Regions from separate parts of the Mus musculus genome. Here region 1 is linked to region 2. A link is a contact called in public Hi-C data. All regions are on one chromosome and are shown on one strand. The core of a region is the stretch at or near the end of the contact, and the rest is flanking DNA. Distances in the headings are between cores, read along the strand shown.

Region 1 (6,528 bases), core at 2,197-4,696, 84 kb after region 2:
CCTCAAACTCTCAATTCTTCTGCCTCAACTCCAGAGACTTAAACACACACACACACACACACACACACACACACACACACACACACACACACAGCCAAACATGGCTCTATCAAATCTTAACATATCTCTGGCTTATATGATTAAAAGAACAAAAGAACCTAGGCAATAGAAGTACCATTTTATGTTTTGAAATATATATATTTTTAACTGTTGGCTCTGCCTCTTTCCATGTGATCATAAAAGATGAAGCATTGAAGAACAACATTTACAGGAAAAGAAACTGAGGCCCAGAAAGATTATCTCAGCTTCACACATTGATTCCAGTGCTAGTCTTGAATTTTTCACTGCAATCCTCTTTAGCCTGCCACATGCTGCCTTGGAATATTCTCATTTCAACTGGCCTTTTTCTCATTCCAGACTTTCCCCAGACCTTCTAACTGATCAATGAGAAAACTGACTACCAGTTCCCTAGAAGAGCCATCTTCCAAAGTTCGAATGGGCTCCTATTTGCTTCTCCTAATGATACTTAAACAGCACCAAGCTAGTGTTGACTTTCCAGTTTGTCAGATAACAAATTGAGTCACTTCTGTGTTCCATGTGGCTGGGACATGCAGTTGCTGACTAATGGGATATTCTACAGAGGAGGAAGCAATTATGGCCCAAGTCAAAGGAGAAAATACTGATTTGTTTCATACAACCCTGCCTATTCTTAGCAAATCGCTATAACAAACCAATGAGAATTCTCCATATCTCTGGCTGTTGGTTGTCAGTTACACAACTTTTTAAAAATTCATTTATTTCTGTGTATGGACATGGCATATGCATGTGTGAGGGTCAAAGGATAACCAGTGTGCTTCAGTTCTCTCCTTCCACCTGTCGGGCCTAGGTTCAAACTCAGGTCATTAGGTTTGGCAGCAAGTGACTTTACCTGCTGAACCATCTTGCTGACCTATCAATTGTACATCTAATATATATATGTGTGTGTGTGTGTGTGTGTGTGTATGTGTATATGTATATGTATATGTATGCACATATATATAATATACATATATATCTAATATATATATACATGCATACATACATATTAGGGTCAGTGAGATGACTAAGTAGATAAAGTGCTTGCCACAAAAGCTTCAGGAGCTAAGTTCAGATCCTTAGCACCCACACAAAAAGCAGAGTTCAGTGAATACTGACACTAAGAAGGGAGGTCTCTGGAATTTGCTAGTCAGCCAGGCTAGCCAAATTACTGAGCTCCAGGTTCAGCAAGATAGAGAAGAGTTGTGGTAGACGCTGGAAAATGGACATTGACCTCTGACCTATGCATGCCCTCTCATGCATATGTGAACACACACAGGTACACACACCCATCCACCACCACCACCCCCACACACACCATAAAAATAAAAAAGGACATGCAAGCATAATTACCTTAAAGTACACAAGGAAATTAAAAGCAGACTATCCGGTCCAAATTTTTTACACTCCCCGAAGCAGTTTCTTCCTTTGTAGAGCAGGCATACTACTCCAAGGAGTTGCCCACGTGTAAAATATTGCCTCATGCTGGGTTTTCATCAGGAAAAACAAACACAGCCATGTTTCCTCATGTGTAAAAGTCAAGTGCGATGAGAAGTGTGTGGTAGAGCAATGAGAAGAAGGCCTGCACAATCTGAGACATAGAGCAAGTTTCTTGAATACTTGGGCATGGAATGGAGATAGAAAACCCTGGGGTCATCGCCATCACTACTGAGGGTGTGGTGCCAGGCAGCCCCTAGCTGTGAGTTCCTCAAGGACACTCTCAGCTCTAAAGGGCTCCTATGCTCCACAGCACATGCCTTCCTGGTTAGCCAACAAAGTGAAAAGGCAGGGACATAAAATCATGACCGCTTAGGTTCAACAGTTGACAGGTTTGATGTGTCACCCTAGTCACATAGGTCCCCATCCTCCCACCTCTGACTACTCCCGCTGTTGTCTCCTCCTTCCCATAGGTGCTGGCCCCCAAGACACATGTAATAAAAACGTCCACATAGCAAACCTTCAGGCTGGCTTCCTGGGGGCAGCCCACCTCCCATACAAAGACACTGGAGTAAAGAAATATTTGGAACTTGAGGTTTAAAATCATTTGTAGTTCTGACTGGACCCATTATTATTAAGATATGCATTAAACACCAGAAATTCAGAACAACTTTCAAAAGCTAACTTAAAAACTAATACAACTGGTAATTGAGATAAGGCTAGGAAATTAGATACTGAGAAAAGTGGTTATTTGTAACAAAAAGAGTGGATATAAGCCTTACTTCCCATATCTGATTATTTTCTGATATTTTTGAGTTTACATGTATCTTTTTATAGAAGAAAAAATAAGGAAATATGGATATTTACCTCATTTCTACTTAATGGGGTTTTAAAAGTAATTTCAAATGAAAACTTTTCATACTTTTGAGAAAAAATACAAAAATATAAAAAAAAGTTAAAACCATATGCCTCCAACACTCAGAGTAAGTAATTTTATTATTTGTGAAATTAACCTTTCACAAAGTAGCCAGTCCCTGAAGAATGACATCTGAGGTTGCCCTCCAGGCTCTGCATACATGTGCACACATATATGTAACCACACATTAGCGTACCCACAAAAAGGAAAAGGCCCAAAGTAACGTTTTGTCCATTTGTTAAAATTCATGTGCATTAGATGGAGGAGCACTCAAAGTCCCACCTCTACCTGAGGAGCTATTGGCTTGATGGCTACTGAGGGAGGGAAAACCACTTTCTTTGAAGGATGGTCACTGGTAGGTAGCACATGCTCCAGTGGATGTTTCTATATTCATACACATAGGGGCCAAGTAGACTTAGTGGAGTATCAAAAAGAAAAGACATGAAGTTAGAAAGGGGATATAAAAAGCACCTAAGAGGAACCAGAGTCAGGGAGTTAGATATGATTAAAGATATTATTAAAGGACATTGTATATACCTATGAAAATCTCAAATAATAAATAAAAATACTATTGTTGGAAAATTGACAGGCATGCTATCTTAAGCTTTAGTGTTTGAATTCAAGTAGCCAGAACAAATGTCTGTGGGCTACTGAATCATTAGTATCTAAAAGGGAAGTCTGGAGACTTATAAGCTAGACAAGTGAGAGGAAAGCTAAGCAATGGGGAACATAGCCAAGTTATGAAAGGGAAACCGACTTAAGATGTCTCTACTGATCCAAATTTCCCTGCACATTGGCTACTTCCGACCCTGGCCTCTCAAGCAGTGCTATTACAGTCACAAATATTTACTTGATACTTCCTAAATTTTGGTATCATTTTCTCAAGATTCAAAATCATTCTAATGGCCCGCCAATTCACACTCTAGATACCTTTTGCAGAAATAAAATACAGTCTCTCCCTCAAATCATAAACTGTAAGAGTATCAGTTGTGAAGCTATTTTCCCACAACATCAAGCCCAATCTCTTTATCATACTTTGTCAGGCTGAAGCTGAGATTCTATAACCCAAAATTTTCTTGCACTACCATCTCCTATATTGACCCTGTCAATGGAAAATTCTAGAAGCAAACTGGAAGTCTAGAAGTCTGGAAAAGAAATCAAGGTCAATTCTTCCTTGTATTTACTTCCTCTGGTTGTCAGATTAGTTTGGCAATACTTCTTCACCCCGGAGGTGGTGACTCATGCCAGCAGTAGCAGTAGATTCAAGATTGCAATCTTCCCAACACTTGCAGAACGAGATCATCACGCCTCCTTTAAGCTCAAAGACACTAGTGCCAGCCAATCAGCTCTCACTTTCCTCAGAGGTTCAAGTGCATGACTCATGGGGGCCTTTCCTTCAAGCCTTTACGTTTTAAAAATTCCAAACCTTCCCTTTGATTTTCTGTTGCTCTGGGTGTGTCCTTTTTGAATGCTTGGGGTGAAAACCAGGACATTGCTTGCGCTAGGCAAGATCTCTGCCACCAAGTCACATGCCCGGCAGTGGGTGTTTTACCTGCACTTATATCTGCGCACCATGTGGTGACCTGGTACCCACTGAGGCCAAGGGAAGGCACTGGGTTCTTGACTCTAGAGTTAAGGATTGCTGTAAACCAAGTTGGTACTGGTAACCAAACCTGGGTTCTCTACAAAATCAGGAAGTGTTATTAACTGCAGAGCCAACTTTCCAGCCCTGTAGCTTTGGGGTTTTGAGACAGGGTCTTGCTATGTATAATCTACACTGACCTCAAATTCAGGATTATCATGTCTCCACCTCCAAAGTGCTGGAATTACAGGTATGTGCCACTACGCCAGGTTTTTAGTGTCTCTTTTCTGCTTTCAGGTTTCTAGTACCTAGTTAACAATGTGGCTCACACTGTTGGGGTTCACAACCATCTCTAATTCTGACCTCTGTGGGCACCACGTGCTCACATGATGTACAGGCATACATGCACGCAAAAAAGCTCTACACATAAAAGGTAAATTCAAAGCATCACCACTTATAACAGCATACAATATGAAGCACTTGTGGATAAATTGGACAAATTTGTGCAGTGGATGTACACTGAAAACTATATGTTAAAGATGGGCCAAGTGGCTGGGAAGACACACCATACATGGAACTGAAAACTGAATCTTGTTAACATGTGGTTTTCCCCATATTGGTGTATATATTTGATGCACTAACAATCAAAATCCAAACAACCCCTTCTCTTTTAGAATCTGGTGAGCTGATCCCAAAATTTCTATGGAAATGGAAAGGACTTAGTAAGAAAACAAAGTCAGAATAATTACACTATAATTTTAGACTTCCTATGAAAGCCACTGTCATAGTTAGGGTTTTGCTGCTATGAAGGTAAGTCTTACAAGGACAACATTTAATTGGGGCTGCTTACAGGTTCAGGGGTTCAGTCCATTATCATCAAAGAAGGAACATGGCAGCATCCAGGCAGGCGAGAGTTCTACATCTTGTTCCAAAGGCAAACAGGAAAAGACTGGCTTCCAAGCAGCTGGGCTGAGGGTCTTAACACCCACACCCACAGTGACACACTTCCTCCAACAAGGCCACACCTACTCCAACAAGGCCACACCTCCTAATAGTGCTGTTCCTCGAACCAAGCATATTTAAACTACCACAGCCACTGTCCAAGATACTTCTCTATCAACTAGATATAAGCTAGAGTCATCAGAGAGGAGGGAACCTCTGTGGAGAAAATGCCTCCATAAGATTGAGCTGTAAACAAGCCTGTGGGGCATTTTCTTAATTAGTGATTGATGTGGGAAGGCCCAGCCCATTGTGGGTGGTGCTATCCTCTGGCTGGTAGCCCTGGTTTTTTAAGAAAACAGGCTGAGCAAGCCATGAGGAACAATTCAACAAGCAGGACTCCTCCTTGGCCTCTCCAAGGAACCTGTCTTCAGGTTCCTCCTCTGAATTCTTGTGCTTACTTTCTTCAGTGATGGGCTATGATGTGAAAGTATAAGGCAAATCAACCCTCTCCTTCCCAAGTAGCTTTGGTCATAGAGTCTCATCACAACAATAGAAACCCTAAGATAGTCACAAAAAAAAATCAAAACTAAATGAACGGTATTGGCAAAAGCCAATTAACATATAGGCAATGAAACTGAATAAAATGTCCATAAGTACATGAATTTTAGTAAATGATTGTTGTTGGTGTATGAGACTGAGTCTTGCTCTGTAGCACACGCTGGCCATAAACTTATGGTCCTCCTGCCCCTGCCTTTCAAATGCTGGCATTACATTGAGGAAAGGACCCTATGAGGCTAGCACCACTGCAGCAAGTTGAACAATTGATTTTTTGATAAACTAATCTCATGGGGATCTTTTCAGCAATGGCATTTGAACAAATATCCAGTCATTTGGGAAAATATTAATCACCAATCATATGTGAAACTTAACCCTAGATGGATCATAGACCTACCTAGAGATTAAATATATTCAATTTCTAGGGCCAGTAAGATGACCTAGTAGGCAAAGGCACTTGTTGCCAACCCTGACAAACTGAATTCAATCCTTGGAACACACACGATGAAAGCAGAGAATCCACTCCTGAAACTTGTCCTCTGACCTCCACATGTGCAACATGTGGCAAAAACACTCACTAAATATATAAATAAAAAATAAGAAAAAATAAATTCATAGGAGACATGGAGAAAGTAAGAGAATAATCCATCTTGCCCATCAGAGAGTCAAGAGCATTGTAGGTAGAGGGGAAAGCTGAGGAAAGAGGCTCTGAGTTGGCAAACATCTGGTGTTTAAGGAATAAACAGCAAGAACTCCTATAGAGCTCCAATTTTGTGATCAGGGGCAAGTTGTAGAAAGCCAAGTGGAAGAGAAGGCAGCACAGGAGACATCTGGAGGCAAAGAAAAACAGAAAAGCATACCATTGTTATTAGTGTCTTACAATTGAAAAGGCTCTGTGTGTTTTGTGTACACACAGCCTATGAGGGAAAACAGCAAAGTTCATTAGAAATTGTCCTACCCCCCGCCAAAAGAAGAACCAACAACAATAATAACAGTACCTGCATGTGGTAGGTCATCATTC
Region 2 (6,233 bases), core at 1,286-3,785:
GCATGCTCTGTGACTTGCTTTGGACAGTAGAAGGTGGCAGAAATGACAGTGCACTGGTTTCTGAGCCATAACCCTGAGCATCAAGCCTTTGGGTGACTGGCAAGCTTCCATTCTCTGATTCCAACAAAGGCAAACTATCTTGAAACCACCACCACAGGCAGATCCAACTAGCCATATGGAGAAGCCAGGGAACAAAGAACTGAGGCACTGCATGACCCTAATATACACATGTCAGCCAGTTCTCTACACTTTCAAGCTAGCAAGCCAGAGGTCCAGATATCCTCAGGCAGACATAAGGTGTCCCAACTTTGTCTCTCCAACTCACTAATCAACAGACATCAGCACATAAAATAGCTTTTGCATTAAATTACTAAGTGTTTGGTATACAGAAATAGGTAATCAAAATTCTCTGTATGGTTGTTTTTTCTCCCCATCCTGGTGACTTGGGGATGAAGCTTCTCTGAGCACTACTGCTGTCTCTGGTGATAATATCAGAAAAACAAGTTTTCTTGCAACGTCTAATACGCATTTCAAAATAGCTGAAAGAATTTGAATGTTCTCACCACAGGAAAAAATGATAAACCTTTAAGGTGATAGACAGGCTGATGGTGTTTATTTCATCACTGCACAATGTATACATGGACCAAAATATCCTATGGTACCCCTACTATATCCAATAGCTACTTGTCCATCCAAAATCAAGTTCAAACACAGAAAAGAAAAAGCCAAACAAAACAAAACAAAACAAAAACAAATGAACCTAAGTGGGGAATGTAAGTCACCTTTAAAGACACTTCACATAATGTACCCACACACACACATCATGTCTGGAATGTTTTAAATGCAAATTGCATGTCTGTAATACTTTAAGCACCATGGAAACTGGCATGTCTGTAATGGTTTAAGCATTTTGGAGATAGCATAAAAGTGTTTCAGAATTTCACTCCCTGTTCAGGAACTGAGCAATCAAGCTGGTTGCTTTGCTGAAGAGGAACCTGCAGAAAATACCTCTCACTGGTCCCTTTCTACCTCTATTACTTTTGCTGTGGCAAGAAATATGTTTTAGGCTTGTTCCCTTGAATGCCACGTGGAACCTTCTGTTGTTCTTTGGGCTCCCTGAATCTTGGACTCAAAGGGCAAATCCTGCCCAGTGTCCTTTCTCAAGATACCAAACGCATGTTGTTTGTTTTCTTTTATCCCTTCCTGTGGTTTATCAAGCATTTCAAAAGATCTTAGAGCCAAAAAGAACCTCCATAAACATCTGGTCCAACTATCTTACACATGATGAAATAGGGGTCAAAAGGTCAAATGTTAGGCATGGAAGTCAAAAGAAAAAAAAGAAAAAAGGAAAGAAAGAAAAAATAGGTCAGCCAGCTCTCAGGTTCTGCTTCTTGTTCACTCGTCATCTGAATCAAGGTTCAGACAGCACAACAACAAACACAGCCTCTGAAGTTGAACAGAGTTCAGTTTGAAATTTAGATCTTCCACCTATGTGTTGTGTGACCCTGAGCTGTTTAACCTCTTGGTTTACTCACCCTGCCCGTTAGGGATAACATTAGCTACCTCAAACAGGGTTGGAATGATTGATGAGATAACATATGGGTCGTTTCAGCTCACAAAGTCTTTAACCTATTCTGCCCCTTAGTAGCTTTCCATTCTGATGTCATCAGCCTTGAACAAGCAACAAGATGGCTGCAGCTGCTTCAGGCATGTACACCAGGCATGCAAGAGACTGTCTCTATTTGTGGCTCTCTTAGGAGTGAAGACATTTCCTAGAAGCCTTTGAACAAGCTGTCTCAAGTCTCATCTGCCAGAGTTGGGTCATCTGTCTATTTAAGGAGACTGGGGATAACCTTCAGCCAACTAGGCTATCCCTGAATATGTAGAGAGAATTGGTTTCTCCAAAACACATGGATGGAAAGAGAGGGGGAGGAGAGAACAGCTATGTTAGAAGAGAAGGCAGAAAGCATGAGAAACAAACAGTTACAATAAATGTTTTCAATTCACTGCTGTTTTTATGAGTCAGGAAGATGATGACTCTGAATTGTCTGGTAATTCTTTAGTAGAAGTTTTAGTAGTAGGGACTGAGAGCTCTCCCCAGCCATATATTACATTCAAGGGGAGTTTCCTGACATTCTTGCTAGAGTATTTCACCACTCCTCTGGGAAATATGTCAACTTTTAGCTATTTATCCTGGGCGACTCACCCAATATGTAGCCCCCGCCCCCCCCCCAGTTGAACTTGAAGTGGATATCTGAGAATAAACTGTCTTGAGTGTGGCTTTCTCATTTATGTAGATCTTGGACATATCTCAAGTGAGCCACAATGTTTAAGGGGGAAAAGGCCAGTTGTGAACAAAACAAGCAATTGGTACCAACTGAATGGGAGTTCTATAGTCTCAAACTTAGGGCATTCATTCAGTCAAGATCCATCCATTTACTTACTCAAAAGTATTTCTAGGCACACAGATGAGGCCTTCCTCAATTCAAAGCAGAACTTGTCATGTATTTAGCAAACATTTGCAGAGCAGTTTCCATGTGGTAGGCATTGTGCAATGTGCTTTACAAATATTAACTCACTTAATATCATTTAGTTCTAGAGAAGTCCCAATGTCCTGCAGTCATATGTGTTTCACCAAAGCCCTGCATGATTTATTCTCTTGGCAAACCACCAAACAAGATCCAGAATTCAGGAACAGATCAAACTTAGCCTAGCAATCCTTTGTCCCATTCTTTTATTAGAAACAACCTATGCCTAAATTACCCAGCCATGCCTATACAACCCAATCTTACTACAGCCTGCAATTCCTTGAGGAGAAGTCTGGATTGTTCAAAACTTATTATAGAACATAAATCCTTTTGTAACCCCTCTTTTTTCTGTTGTGGCAGATTATAATCTTCCTTAAAATGCAGGGAACTTTCTGCATTGGGTTTAGGAAGGCCAAAGGGCATTGGCTGGCTTTGCTTTTTCAGCATCCTTAATCTTCCTGTTGGTATTTTAAAATAACAGGTCAGTCATGTAAATTATAAACTGTACAGTGTAAAAGTCCCTGTGATGTGCTGCCATTTGCAAGAAGATGGGGTTCCTAACAGCCAAGAAATCCTAAGATGTCTCCTTGCATTTCATGTGACAGTAATTAGCATCTAAGTTCTGACATGTTTATTCCCACAGCTGAGAGGATGACATTTCTAACAGGTTCCAGCAGAGAGCCATTACTGTTTGCAATATACAGTTCCTATTTTCAATATGGAAGCATGAAGCTTTCAAAGTGGAAAAGCAGAGACTTTACGATGATTTTCTCCACTAACAACAAGGGATAAGACTTTTATGGGGGATATACAGTCAACAGCCCCATGCTCTTACAAAAAACCAATTCACACTTTCATAGACATGATCAGGCAAAGTACCAATGGCTGCTTTTTTTTTCTTCTACATTTTATTCTCCTCTTTCTTTTTAAACTTAAAGTATACCATACTAATAATAAACCAGTAAAAAATAACTGTTCCTTGAGTTTTGGGATACTCCAGAAAATTCTGTTAAATTGAAAGGAATGTTGCTTATTCGAAAACATATGGTTTGCCAGCAATAAATCGCCTTTTCATTAAACAGACTATTACAAATAAGCACTCCTTTATAAAATGTCAAATGGAGATTAATTTTTCTCCTTTTAAACTGTCTACATAAATGCTTCTGAGATGTTGATATGCATAAAATTTGCTCAAACACAAAGTCCTCCTTTCCAGCCATATGAATTTGATTCAGTAGGTTTGGGGTGAAGCCCAAGTTTCTTCAGCTCTAACAAGTCCCCAGTGGCTGCTGCAATTCAGCTGGAAGCCACCCATGACATAGTTCTGGTCTGTGCTTGTAACCTAGTCAGTAAAAGTAGGAACTTCCCTGTGAGGGATTCCTATCTCAGAGTAAAGAAAGATACAAAAATAAAAATACCAACTCCGGCTCTGGAGATTGCTCCCCTTTGTAAAGTGTTTGTCATATAAGCATGCAAACCTGAGTTCAGATCTAGCCATGGTGGTGTGCATCTGTAATCCCAGTGCTGGGTGGAGGAGGCATTAGAAACAGATGAGTCCCTGGAGCTCTCAGTTAGCCAAGCCTACATGGCAAGTTCCAGGCCAACAAGAGACCCTTTTTTCCAAAAAAAAAAAAAAAAAAAAAAAGTGGATGAGTGATAGAAGACGCTGAACACTGACATCTTGCCCTCTTGCCTACACACACACACACACACACACACACACACACAAACACACACAAGTTACCCACTCAAGTTGTATTATGAATTTACATCTCAGCTCAGTTCAGCAAGCATACTGCCCTGTCTTGTACTGCAACAGCCAGAGACACTGCTTGTACCCTTTAAAGGCATCCCATCCAAGCAGGGTGTGGAGGTGCACACATGTGACTCCAGTACTTCTGAGGCTGAGGTGTGGAGAGGGGGGAGGATTGTCATGAGTTCAGGTCTAGCCTGGACTACAGAATAAGACCCTATCTCCACAAAGAGGAAGATATGGCTATAAATTGCAAGAACAATTATAACAAGGCTGGGCTATGACAAACGTCAAAAATGAAGTACAAAGTATATATTCAGGAACTAGCAAACTGATGATGAATAAGCAGGGGATAATCAAAGAAATCTAGAGCAGGTGCACACCATACTTTCTAGTTCACAAAAGAGCCTCCATATAATCTCATGAATCCCATAGAACGGTCCAATGAAATACTTTAGCTATGACTTTCTGCATTCTGCAGATGAAGAAACAAAGGCTGAGAAGACTCAAAATAACTTGCCAAGGTCACATGAGAAATGATTGTGATTTTAAGTGATGGGGCCAAGATGAAGGGGCTTCCCAGATGAAGAAACAACACATGGAAATGAAAATTATAATCTCAAATGCTGATGCAAATATCCATAGCGAATAACATTTCTTGACCACTTAATTATGCAAGGGACTGTGCTGAGAACTTAGTATATATCACACTATACAGTTCTAAAAACAATATCATAAAATAAGTGTTATCAGCAGCAGCTCCTTTTACAGAGAAAAAAACAGAGGCATTGAAAGGTAACAGGTCGCAGGTTGCACTGCTAATGAGAGACTGCACTAGAACTTGAGTCTGGGTCTCTTAGAACAAGGCATAGACTATGTGGCAGGAGCTTTGGTGCTAGAAATAAGAAGCCTGTGACATTGCTAAAGGGTCTTGATTAGCATATACCAAGAAAAGTTAGACTTAGCTATGGCAAGCAAAAAGGATTTTATGTCTCTGTTTTGTTTTAGGTATGAGAAAGAAAAAAATCAGAGATCTGTTTTTAGAGTGTGTCTGGCAACAGTGTCTACAATGGCTCAGAGAGGGACAAAGTGAGTGAAATAAATAGGTTATGACTGGCAGGAGTCACTTGAGAGCTAAAGCCAGAAGACCATGATAGCCCTGTAAGTGTTGAGTCACAGAAAGGTAAAGAATTGTCACTCTGCTCAAAAGGACCCATGCTGGAAAGGCAGCATAAACCCCTGATGAGTTGGGAGAGCTCAAACAAACATTAAAAACTCAGGAATCTTTACATTTGTGGGTGCTACAAATATACAGCTTTTATATGACCTCATTTTGTCTTTGGATTGGGTTGGCAAGGCAGTTATTATTGTCTCCCATTTTGCAGATGGGGCAATAAAGGCTTAGAAAATAAACACTGATTTACCAAAGGAGAAAAGCAAAGGATACAGTTCTGATCACACACTTGGCTAAAAGATAAATGGCTATATTTTGTAATTTACCTTGGAGAACTCTGATGGTGTTTCACTGGGATAGATTTCTCTCTATCTCTTATCTCTATGGGAAAGAGAAATCTCTTTCCCAGTCCTGGCATCTCATTGTTGGGTTTTTTTAGGGGGGGGCATTTGTGAAGGCTCTTTTAATGATATAACATATAGGGACGAGACAAAACCCCTTCACAGGGCACCCACTGCCATCTCTGCAGCAGGAGCTGAAAACATGCAGTGCAAGTCAGGAAAACCCCACGGCCCCGTGGGTGGGGACAGCCCATCTTTTCCCTGGGATATGAATGCACTCCCCTTTGTCAGCTAGCCCCCCGGGCTTGGAATCTAGGTCCACACGTGCCTAGCTGCAGTTTCTAAGACACGTGGCAACTCAAAGGACAAACAGGAGTACGGCTTCCCTACCTGCACAGGCAGTAGAATGACCTTCACTCCATGGTCAACGGAGAAGA

What was found. A called contact is a pair of places that touch in the nucleus more often than the background predicts.
Region 1: a contact with region 2 is called in a Hi-C map of bone marrow-derived macrophages, with 3 times the contacts expected there. The contact joins two enhancer-like sites. A contact is called at or near these places in 8 of 484 Hi-C or Micro-C datasets (the G1E-ER4 cell line, the HL-1 cell line, adipose-derived mesenchymal stem cells and 4 more) and 1 of 115 datasets of contacts at active chromatin or transcription factors (CD8 T cells).

Annotation. Positions count from the first base shown.
Region 1 is chrX:159,141,690-159,148,217 of GRCm38.p6, forward strand. No RefSeq gene overlaps it. Among named protein-coding and RNA genes, the nearest start is that of Rps6ka3, 110 kb to the right of the region's middle. Within about 2 kb of position 3,447, at least 27 of the 459 cell types and tissues checked have an H3K27ac peak or open chromatin away from gene starts, as enhancers often do. A contact at or near this core is called in bone marrow-derived macrophages, where this site is marked.
Region 2 is chrX:159,058,991-159,065,223 of GRCm38.p6, forward strand. No RefSeq gene overlaps it. Among named protein-coding and RNA genes, the nearest start is that of Rps6ka3, 190 kb to the right of the region's middle. Within about 2 kb of position 2,536, at least 23 of the 459 cell types and tissues checked have an H3K27ac peak or open chromatin away from gene starts, as enhancers often do. A contact at or near this core is called in bone marrow-derived macrophages, where this site is marked.